2 separate regions of the Anser cygnoides genome follow, and region 1 is linked to region 2. The links are chromatin contacts, called in public Hi-C maps. All regions are on one chromosome and are shown on one strand. Each heading gives the region's core, a stretch centred on a gene start, on an enhancer-like site or on the middle of the called end of the contact. The rest is flanking DNA. Distances are from core to core; before and after follow the strand shown.

Evidence for each region. Hi-C and Micro-C count contacts between places; a contact is called where the count stands out from the background.
Region 1: a contact with region 2 is called in a Hi-C map of liver, with 2.0 times the contacts expected there. The contact joins the enhancer-like site here to the promoter of TMEM132C in region 2. A contact is called at or near these places in 3 of 7 Hi-C or Micro-C datasets (all in liver).

Annotation. Positions count from the first base shown.
Region 1 is chr17:4,991,802-4,996,265 of Taihu_goose_T2T_genome, forward strand. All of the region lies in intron 1 of TMEM132C (transmembrane protein 132C), which reads left to right. Among named protein-coding and RNA genes, the nearest start is that of TMEM132C, 34 kb to the left of the region's middle. Within about 2 kb of position 2,795, at least 2 of the 3 cell types and tissues checked have open chromatin away from gene starts, as enhancers often do. A contact at or near this core is called in liver, where this site is marked.
Region 2 is chr17:4,958,689-4,962,805 of Taihu_goose_T2T_genome, forward strand. TMEM132C (transmembrane protein 132C) reads left to right here and starts at 1,485. Exons shown (of 9, transcript XM_066979274.1): 1 at 1,485-1,687.

The DNA.
Region 1 (4,464 bases), core at 1,545-4,044, 34 kb after region 2:
GCCTGCCAGACGGCTGGAGCAGTGTCTGTTGCAGCGGTTCTTGACCTTTTGATCACAGATACATATACCCCAAGGGAAAGTCTCTGAGTGCCTCTCCACATGCTCCTCAGTGGATGGCTCTTTAAAAACTCTACTGAGATCATGTGTGCCTCATCTCTATCTAATTGTGTGCACTTTTTTTTGCCTTTTCTCAGTGTATGTTCTTAGGCTGTCTGCCTTTTCTTGGTTTCTCTGTTAATCTGCAGTCATTATGTTCATTTTACTCTTATTAATGCTTATTGTTATGCAGCACGATAGGCTTTTAGGATAGCTATCCTTATAAATCCTTGCTTTCTAAAAACCTTGGGGAATCCAGCAGTTGTTTAAGCAGGACCAGCTGATGCACACAGGGCTGCTCAAACCTCCTGTGCCCTTTGCATCTGGCAGGTACGTAGGTATCTAACAGCAGATGAACTGCTGCTGCTCCCTTGTATAATATAATAGCCGGTTTCTACAATAACACCAACTTCTTGCCTCTTCATAGTGCAGGCTTCACATAAACGTAGCTATTGTTACACAAAGCTGGGACAGAGAAACACAGTGGTCCATCAAACAGTGTCCGAGCTCTGGAGGTGGCCTTTTTCAAATGCCTCAGAGGAATGCAGGAGAAACCCCCTAATGTGCCTAGCCAATTGTGCAACCCTATATGATAGGGCTGAAGGGAGGGGACTGGATTTCTTCCCAACCCCCACCTGTCAGTCAGCTTAGCCCTGAAGGATAAGCTGATCTTTTGAAGTTAAGGCTTAAAATTGTTGAGACCGGAGGGCATTTCTAATAGGTTACCGGGTTAGCAAAGAAAAACGTCGGTGCTGTGTATGGTATCAGCTTTGCTTTGATCAGGCATTGTTGTGTGTACACACGCGCGCACGCAACACTGATTTAGTAGCTGTTACTTACCGCTTACCTGCACTGTCCACTTGCTAAATCAGAACCAGAGGATCTGTGCAATGCAGTCCTTGAGAGAACAGATCTGAGAGCTTTTTCCAGAGGTGCTGACTAACGAAGGCTGGCTGTTTGTTGACAAAACAATGAAGGAGCAGTGTATGAACTCTGCCTTGCCCTATCTACATGTGTATGTAAGTGCATAAAATAGGAGGAGGTGGATGATCTGATTTGGAGCTTTCAGTGCTAGTGAAATATGAATAATAAAACCATAAGCTGGCACAAACCTACCAGGAGCGATGCACTGAAAATACAACTTTTGAGGGGAAACATCTTCTTCACCCGTCACAAACAGCCATACCATAAATTTTCTCCCTTTTCTGGTTTTAGTGCTGTTGTAAAAAGCCCAGGCCGGCTTTAAAAACCTAAAACTTTCTCTTACAATGGCCCAGGCTGAGCTTTGAGACACTGCCACAATTCATTGTCTGGGGAAGAACCCTTGCTGGGAAGGCTGTGATTTATATCAGCCTGCCTGTCATAGGGTGAAAGGAATGCCCAGTTTTTCATTTTGATCAAATGTTAGGTTTGAAAGCCACCCACTGCTGTAAACTCAGTTGGAGTGGCGAGATGAGATGGAGCACATTGCATGCTTTGTTGCTGAGATAGTGTTTTAAGGCTGTCTGAATCTGTTTCCCATTGCTCAGTGCAGGGGGGAAATATGTGGATTTAAAAGAAGGGAAAATTAAACTGAACGCTTTTTTCTGTACTCTTAGTGAAATAGCAAATGGGCTGAGGGCAGTTCAAGAGTACACTCACTTCACAGTAGACACTTAGAAGAAGAAAAAATCTTTGTAATTCATTTGGAGCCAGAGTAGATGAACCTGTAGGGAAGATGAGAGTGGAATTTTACAGGGAGACTAGCAGAGATAATCACCTAGCTTCTTCTGAAAGCTGATAGACCTGTCCTTATGCCTAAAACTGGAGGGGGGGTGGGAGGAGGGACGTGACTGTTTTCTTCTGTAATTGGATTTATTTTCTTTCATCGGATTTCTTCCTTTCCCCTCATCCCCTCTTTTTTTTATCTTCTGTTTAGCAGTTATTGCCTGGACTTTCCTTTCTGAAAGGATGAATGCTGATACAGTTTTATTTCTATTAAAAATCAGCAATAATTTCTATCTTTTTCTCTTGATGGTGTTGTCAGCAGCACATAGGACTTTCTCTGGTTTTGAGTTACATTGTAAATTTCCAACTTTGACTAGTCTTGTTAAGGTATAAAAGCATCTGATCTGAGTTTGTGGCTTTGAATTCAAATGACATTCATCTTCTGATCTTTCTTAGGTTAGTGCTCATTTTGGCTGAATTTGCTGACAGTTAACATTTTTACCTCATTAATGGTACTCGTGTTTACGCAGTCCTTCCTAGCACTAAATTAAATCAACACTGACTCTTGTATTAAGAATATATATTAAAAATAAATAAATCTGTGCTGTTGAGTATGGCTGTAGACTATGATCTCGATCTTCAGTTTGTATAATGCCAATGAGCAACTTCTGTGAGTAAAGAAGTTTACTTACTGAGTTCAGAGTTCACTACTATGAATAAGAAAATCTTTCTTACGTACCTCTACTGGTATTAGATTTGTGAATGTAAAATTAGATGCTGTAGGTAATTCCCCCTGTTCCACCACCACAAGCTGTCTGAGTACCCTTGGGCAAGTCACGTCTGCTCAGATACAAGAAGGGATAATAGCCTCAGAGGTTTAAAAATAAACACGTTCAAGATTATAAAACTGTGGTGACAGTGGCAAAAAAAAAAATCTCCAGTGTACTTTAACCAGTATATTTGATCAGTCCTTCAGGTCAGAGCAGATTTAAAGGCCATCTGTGGTGTGACTCCACTGACTTACATAAACCAGGATCAAACTCGATTCATGTATTTGTGTGGTCTGACCCCTTTGAATTCTCTGGTCGAGTTGTGTTAGGAAGGGAGAGAAGCACAAAGGTTCACTTGGACTTTTGTGTGTCTAAATAAAACAAAATCCTGTCAACAGCTGACTACAGGACTCTTGTTGTGCAATTTTTATCACAGTTTCAGGAACAGAAGTAGCAAGCTGAAATGTGCCTTTCAAATTACAAATACACAACACCTCTGAATGTTTTCATTAGGGCAGTTACTGTGGGAATTATGAAGTAAATGATTTTTCCCATGAAATAATATACTATTTTTTAATGATAAAGCTGATGAGCTAGAAACTTAGTTATTACTTCATGAATGCCTTTTAAAAACCTTATTTTAAATCTTTATCTAAAATTATACCTGTGTTTATTACATGTTTTCATGTTTCCAGGCATATGGAGAAGAGTTATACTATGGTCACAAAATTCTGTTCCCAGCTGGGAGTGACCAAAAGGACAGACTGATTACAATACCTAGGTCTGGTCTGTAAAGCTGGTTTGCAAATGTAGAAAAAAAAATGATAATAATTCAAGGTCTGTTTCACCAGGACATCAAAGGCTAAGGTTTTTCAACATCATGCTACCACTAATTCCCAGCTGGAATGTGTTAACTGCAGCTATTATTGTTTGAAACGGCAAACATCAGGTAATGTTGCACTGTGGAGCTGGAAACGTTTGTCAGACTTCTTACAGCTCTTGTTCTTGAAATCTGCATCCTCTTTTTTGTCCTAAGTTTCAGCTGAACTCTGAACATCCGAACTTACTACTGATATTCTTGATTAAATAGCTGGTGTAAATTAGGGAGTCCTTTGAATGAATTCAAGTGGTTCCTGGAAGTTTAGGGACCTAGCTATTTCATAAAAAATGCTTTCACCACAGTCCCGTGATGTAGAGAGGTCTGGAAATAGCTGGAGGGCCAGATCTGATCTCTTGTGAGACTGGAATTTGTTTAGGGGAGTTCTTATGTGACATTCCCTCCCACACCTGAGTTTTGTTAGTTATATACATTTTATAGAGCAGAAAAAGAGTGCTTCTGGAAGCTGTCTTAAAAATGTGGGTTCTGAAGAGATTTGGGGCAAAGAGTGTAAATTCCTTTTAAACCCCATTTGTACAAATAATTTACAGAATAAGGATTTTGGACAAGTAAGAGGGGCTGAGGGCTGGAATGTGTGGGCTATGTGGGATTCACGTAGAGCAGCTGAAACAAAATAGTTCATTTCAAACACCTATTGTATGGCTTTCCTCTCTGTTCTCAAGGAGATGATGAAGAAAAAGACAATTTTGCAGCTGATTAATCATTGGGAAACAGTAATCACTAATGGTGTGTTTTGGATCATTATTCAAGGACTTTCAGACAAAAATAAACAGGAGAACTACAACAGTAGCTTTCTCTAATTATTTTTCTGTGCTCAGCCCTATTTCATGTATACAGCAAACCATTTCTCTTCTTCCAATTTATCGTCAATGATCTCTGGGGCATAGATTCAAAACATCCTGCAGAGCTTGTTCTAGAAGCTGACTTGATGAGAGCATATTTACCTTTTTTTTTTTTAAGAGATTATTTATTATGGAATTAGTTCAGACTCTA
Region 2 (4,117 bases), core at 235-2,734:
TACAAATTGTACAAAATATCTCAATTTCTGCACACGGGTTTAGAGTTCCCCTATCAATTGCTATCTGCACATGGCAATATGTGCTTTGATTTGATGCATTCTTTTTTCTGCTTTCATTTTTCAGTTTGCATCAGTGAATTGGCATGTGACTTCAACATTGTGGCTGACAAAATCTAAAGAGGGGTTGGTGAGAGACCTTGATGTAGGTAGCATTTTCAGCTTGAAGGACACTTGAAAAATTTAGGAGTCTGCCTGACCCTAAGAAAGAAGTCAGCTTTGGCCAAGTCACATTCTATTTGTTCCTGAGAATGTTCTATATTTCCTTATGCTTACTGAAGGGAACATACTAGCCTAAAAAATTAGGCATAGCTTCTATTGACAATTTTGGCTCCAAAATATTGCATCTACAATGGCAAGAAATCAAATTTCAATGGAATAATGACAGCTGTAGCAAAATCTATTATATTTAGACATCTCTATACTTCTACTTCTTACCCATGAAAGTCGCTGCCAATGGGTTCTACATAGAATTTCCAAAATTTTCTTCAGAACATTTTAGGCAAATAATGTTATATACACTCCAGCTTGGTTATGATAAATAGCACATAATACTACATGTCAATATTTCCAAATAATCTCATATTCCCTCTAGTTTACATTATGTTGAAATTTTCTTTGCAATTTAAAGAAAACAAAGTTGGTAGTTTATGAATGATGATTGCATTGTTTTTTGGTCCCTTGGTAAAAGTTGCCTTGGAAAGGCTTTTGTCTTGACTGTATCTGCTTTCTGTTATAAATCAGATGAATTGTGTATACACATTATGTACAAATTCAAGTGTAGACAGGATATAAATGCTTGTTAGCTGCTGTGTTTTACTGTTGACTGCGGGATTCTTACATTTAAAACCTCTAACAAGTATCTGTAGTGTCTACAGAATTTACAATCAAGCAGAAAAGGCTATAGCTGTTACATGTTTGAATTATTTTTTCACTGAGAAATGTTTCTTTACATTCCTGTGAAAAAATTATCTTAGGATTGCATCCATATGATATACTTTTTTTTTTTTTTAATGTATTTCAACTAGCTGCTATTAGCTTGATTTTTTTTTCTATTTGAATCAGCTGTTTTTATGACAATAAAATCATGTAAACCATAACAGTCCCAAGCATGCTCCTTCATCATCACTTCCTCATCAGAAGTCCCTATTTTAAAGTAGTTTTTCTTGACTTGGCTTATCAAATTGGGAACAATGTCTTGTGTAAACAATGGGCTTTATAGAATTAGCATAGATATGCTTTATTCACTTTATTTAGAAAAATATCTAATGATAAACTTTGACACCTGTTTTGCTACCTGACAACAGATGGAGAGAACTTCACTAATTTTAGCTTATTAACCAGTCATAGTTGACTGGCTGTGACTCTTCACCTGAAGAATGAGGGCTTAATTTCTCAGACAAAAGCAGAGGGTAGGGTTGTAGAGGGTAGGTTGTTCCCTGCTTTGGGGATTTCTGCACTCAATATTTTCTATTATGATTAAAATATCAGAAAAGATACCTGCTGGATTATCTGGATCAAGTTAAAAGATGGGAATAAAGATGAGGCATGAGAATTATGTTTAGAAGATGAAACTATGCAGAAGGAAATGGAAGTGTGAGAGGTTGGGCTGGAGATGGGTGAAATCCAGGTGGGTTGAGCAGTTCTGAGGGACTAGTGGTGGACTGTAATGGCACAGCACGCAAACCAACGTGATCAAAATCTGTCATGCATCCCTCTTGCTCTTTCTGGAGGGATGTGTATGTGTGTAGTAAACTTTCCTGTTTTGGTAATGTTCTTTTATTTTCTATATATCTGGCACTATACCTGGACTTGAGAAGGGAGGACTGAAGATGTGAGGTCAGTGGTGGCCCATAGTTTCTGAGGGGGCTTCCTCTACTCCCCAGGGCCAGCCGGTCTGGGGGTGCCTTCATTCGGGTGCCCTGCCCCTCCAGTCTGCCCTTGGCCCCCCATCGGGCCGAGGTTCTCCTCTCCTGCCATGTCGGCTTGGCAAACCTCTTCTCCCCTCACGGTCCAGGCGCTGCGAGTGGCGGTCTCACCTCAGCAGCGCTTTCCCGCGGGCGCTCTCCGTGACAGGACCGTTACCGGTTCCCGCTCTCCCCCCTCAGCCTCCCGGTGCCGGGCGCTCGCCCCTCAGCCCGAGGCTTTCCTGACCCTCATGCCCCGCTCCCCGGTGGGGGGTGGGTCCCCCGGCTGTGGTGATGGTGGTGGTTGTGGTGACAGTGGTGGTGGTGGCACCCCCGTCCCCGGGGGCGGGCTGCCCGGTGCACGCGTGGGTTCCCTGATTGGAGCTGGTCCTCCCTCAGCCCGCAGGTCACCGCCTCCGCTCCCCGCCGGGGCTGGGCTCCCCTCCTCTCAGGGAAAAGTGCGTCTGTGTGTGTGTGCGCGTCTGCTGCCGGCCCCCAGATAAAGGCACGGGAAGCGGAGCCGCAGCGAAGGGCGCCCGTGTTTAGCGGCGAGCAGCCGGGGGGCGACCCAGCCCCTCCGCTCGGAAAGTTTTCCTTGGCGGGGCCGGGGGTCCCGGCAGCCGCTGCCCCCCCCCCCGGCTCTGGGGCAGGGCTTCGAGGGGCCGGCATGGGCAGGAGCCCCCCGCGGTGCTGAGCGGGGTCTCGGTGTGTGCCTGCGGCGATGGCGAGCCGGGGGAGCTAGCGGGGCGACGGCGGCCGAGCCTCCCGGAGCCGCTCCCGGGACGTGTCCCCGTCTCGGCGGCATGGCGGGGGCTACCCGCGGCGCCGTGCCCCGCCGGGCGGCTCTCAGCCCGCTGCGGGCGGCCCGCAGCCTGCTCCTGGCGGCCCTGCTCCGCGGAGGTAAGCGGGGGGGCCGCGGGGCGGTCGCGTTCGCGCTCGGGCTGAGCTGGGTGAAGCCCCTCAGGCTGGCCGCTCGCTTTTCGCGGCGTGTGGGCTCAGTTCCTCCTTTCTCCTCGTTATTTCCTTTATCTCCTCTCCACGCCTTTATTTTCCCTTTTAAAATCCTCTCTCTTTCTCCTCTGTCTTACAGTTTCGCCCCCCCTCTCTCCCGTCCCCGTGTTTATGTGCATGGGAGAGAACCTTGCGAGCTTGCATCTGGCTGAAATGGGAAACGGGGAAAGTTTCCTTCCTCCCCGCCTCGGCGGTGGTGGTGTGTACCGACACATCTCGGAGATCCCCCTGGAGCAAAGGGCCCTTCTGCGTGGGAGGGGGGTGGGGGGCCCGGGCCCAGCGTGGGACGGGACGGGCAGCAGGGAAAGCTCCGAGGCACCAGGGGAGCAGTGGCAGTGTTAAGATCGTGGAATAGCATCCTTTAAATGAAGCGGGAGTTGTACAGGGGTAGCTTTAAAGAACGGGTAGAAGCCCTATTACCTGGGCTGGGCAAGGTGGCCGTTATCTGGGTTACATGGCCAGCTGTGGGCTGTGGTCGCAGGAGGTCATTTGGGTGGTCTGCTGCTGCCTCTGGTCACTGGGCTTCTGGGCCAGAGTCGCCTGGACAAAGGCAAGTCTGCTCTAAAGCGACTCGGGGATGCAAATTGGGTGGGATCCAAACAGGTTTCTACGCAGAATTATAGGTGACTGCCGTGTCTCCATGTCTGGTGATCGTGCTCAGACCACGTTAGTTGTGGACATCTGAACACAGCACCTACCCCTTGCCTTTTGGGGAGATGGAAACTTGTCAAGGTCTTTGCAGTTCCAGCTGTTGTGGTCATCCCTGGGCAATAAATATATATATATTTTGCTCTTATTCCCATTGCTGTTAGTGGTGCTAAATGACTAACATAAGGAGATTACTAATAGGAGTCTTCACTGTTCAGTTTGGTCCAGCCCTGCTGACTTCTTTCTCAGGGTGGTTGCATGGAGAGGCAGCCAGGATGTGTACAGAAGTATCTCAAGTGAAACAAAGGTAGAATTGGTGGTAAATCTTTTCCCACCCAAGAAAAACAGAGAAAGAACAGAGTACTTGGTACTGTGGTAAGCTCTTGGTAGGGAAAGCAGAGTACTTGGCAGAAAACTGCATGGCCTCTTAATGCCAGTCATTTTAATATAGTACATTAAAACTAATGGACATCCAAGTGACTCAATGTGCTGTG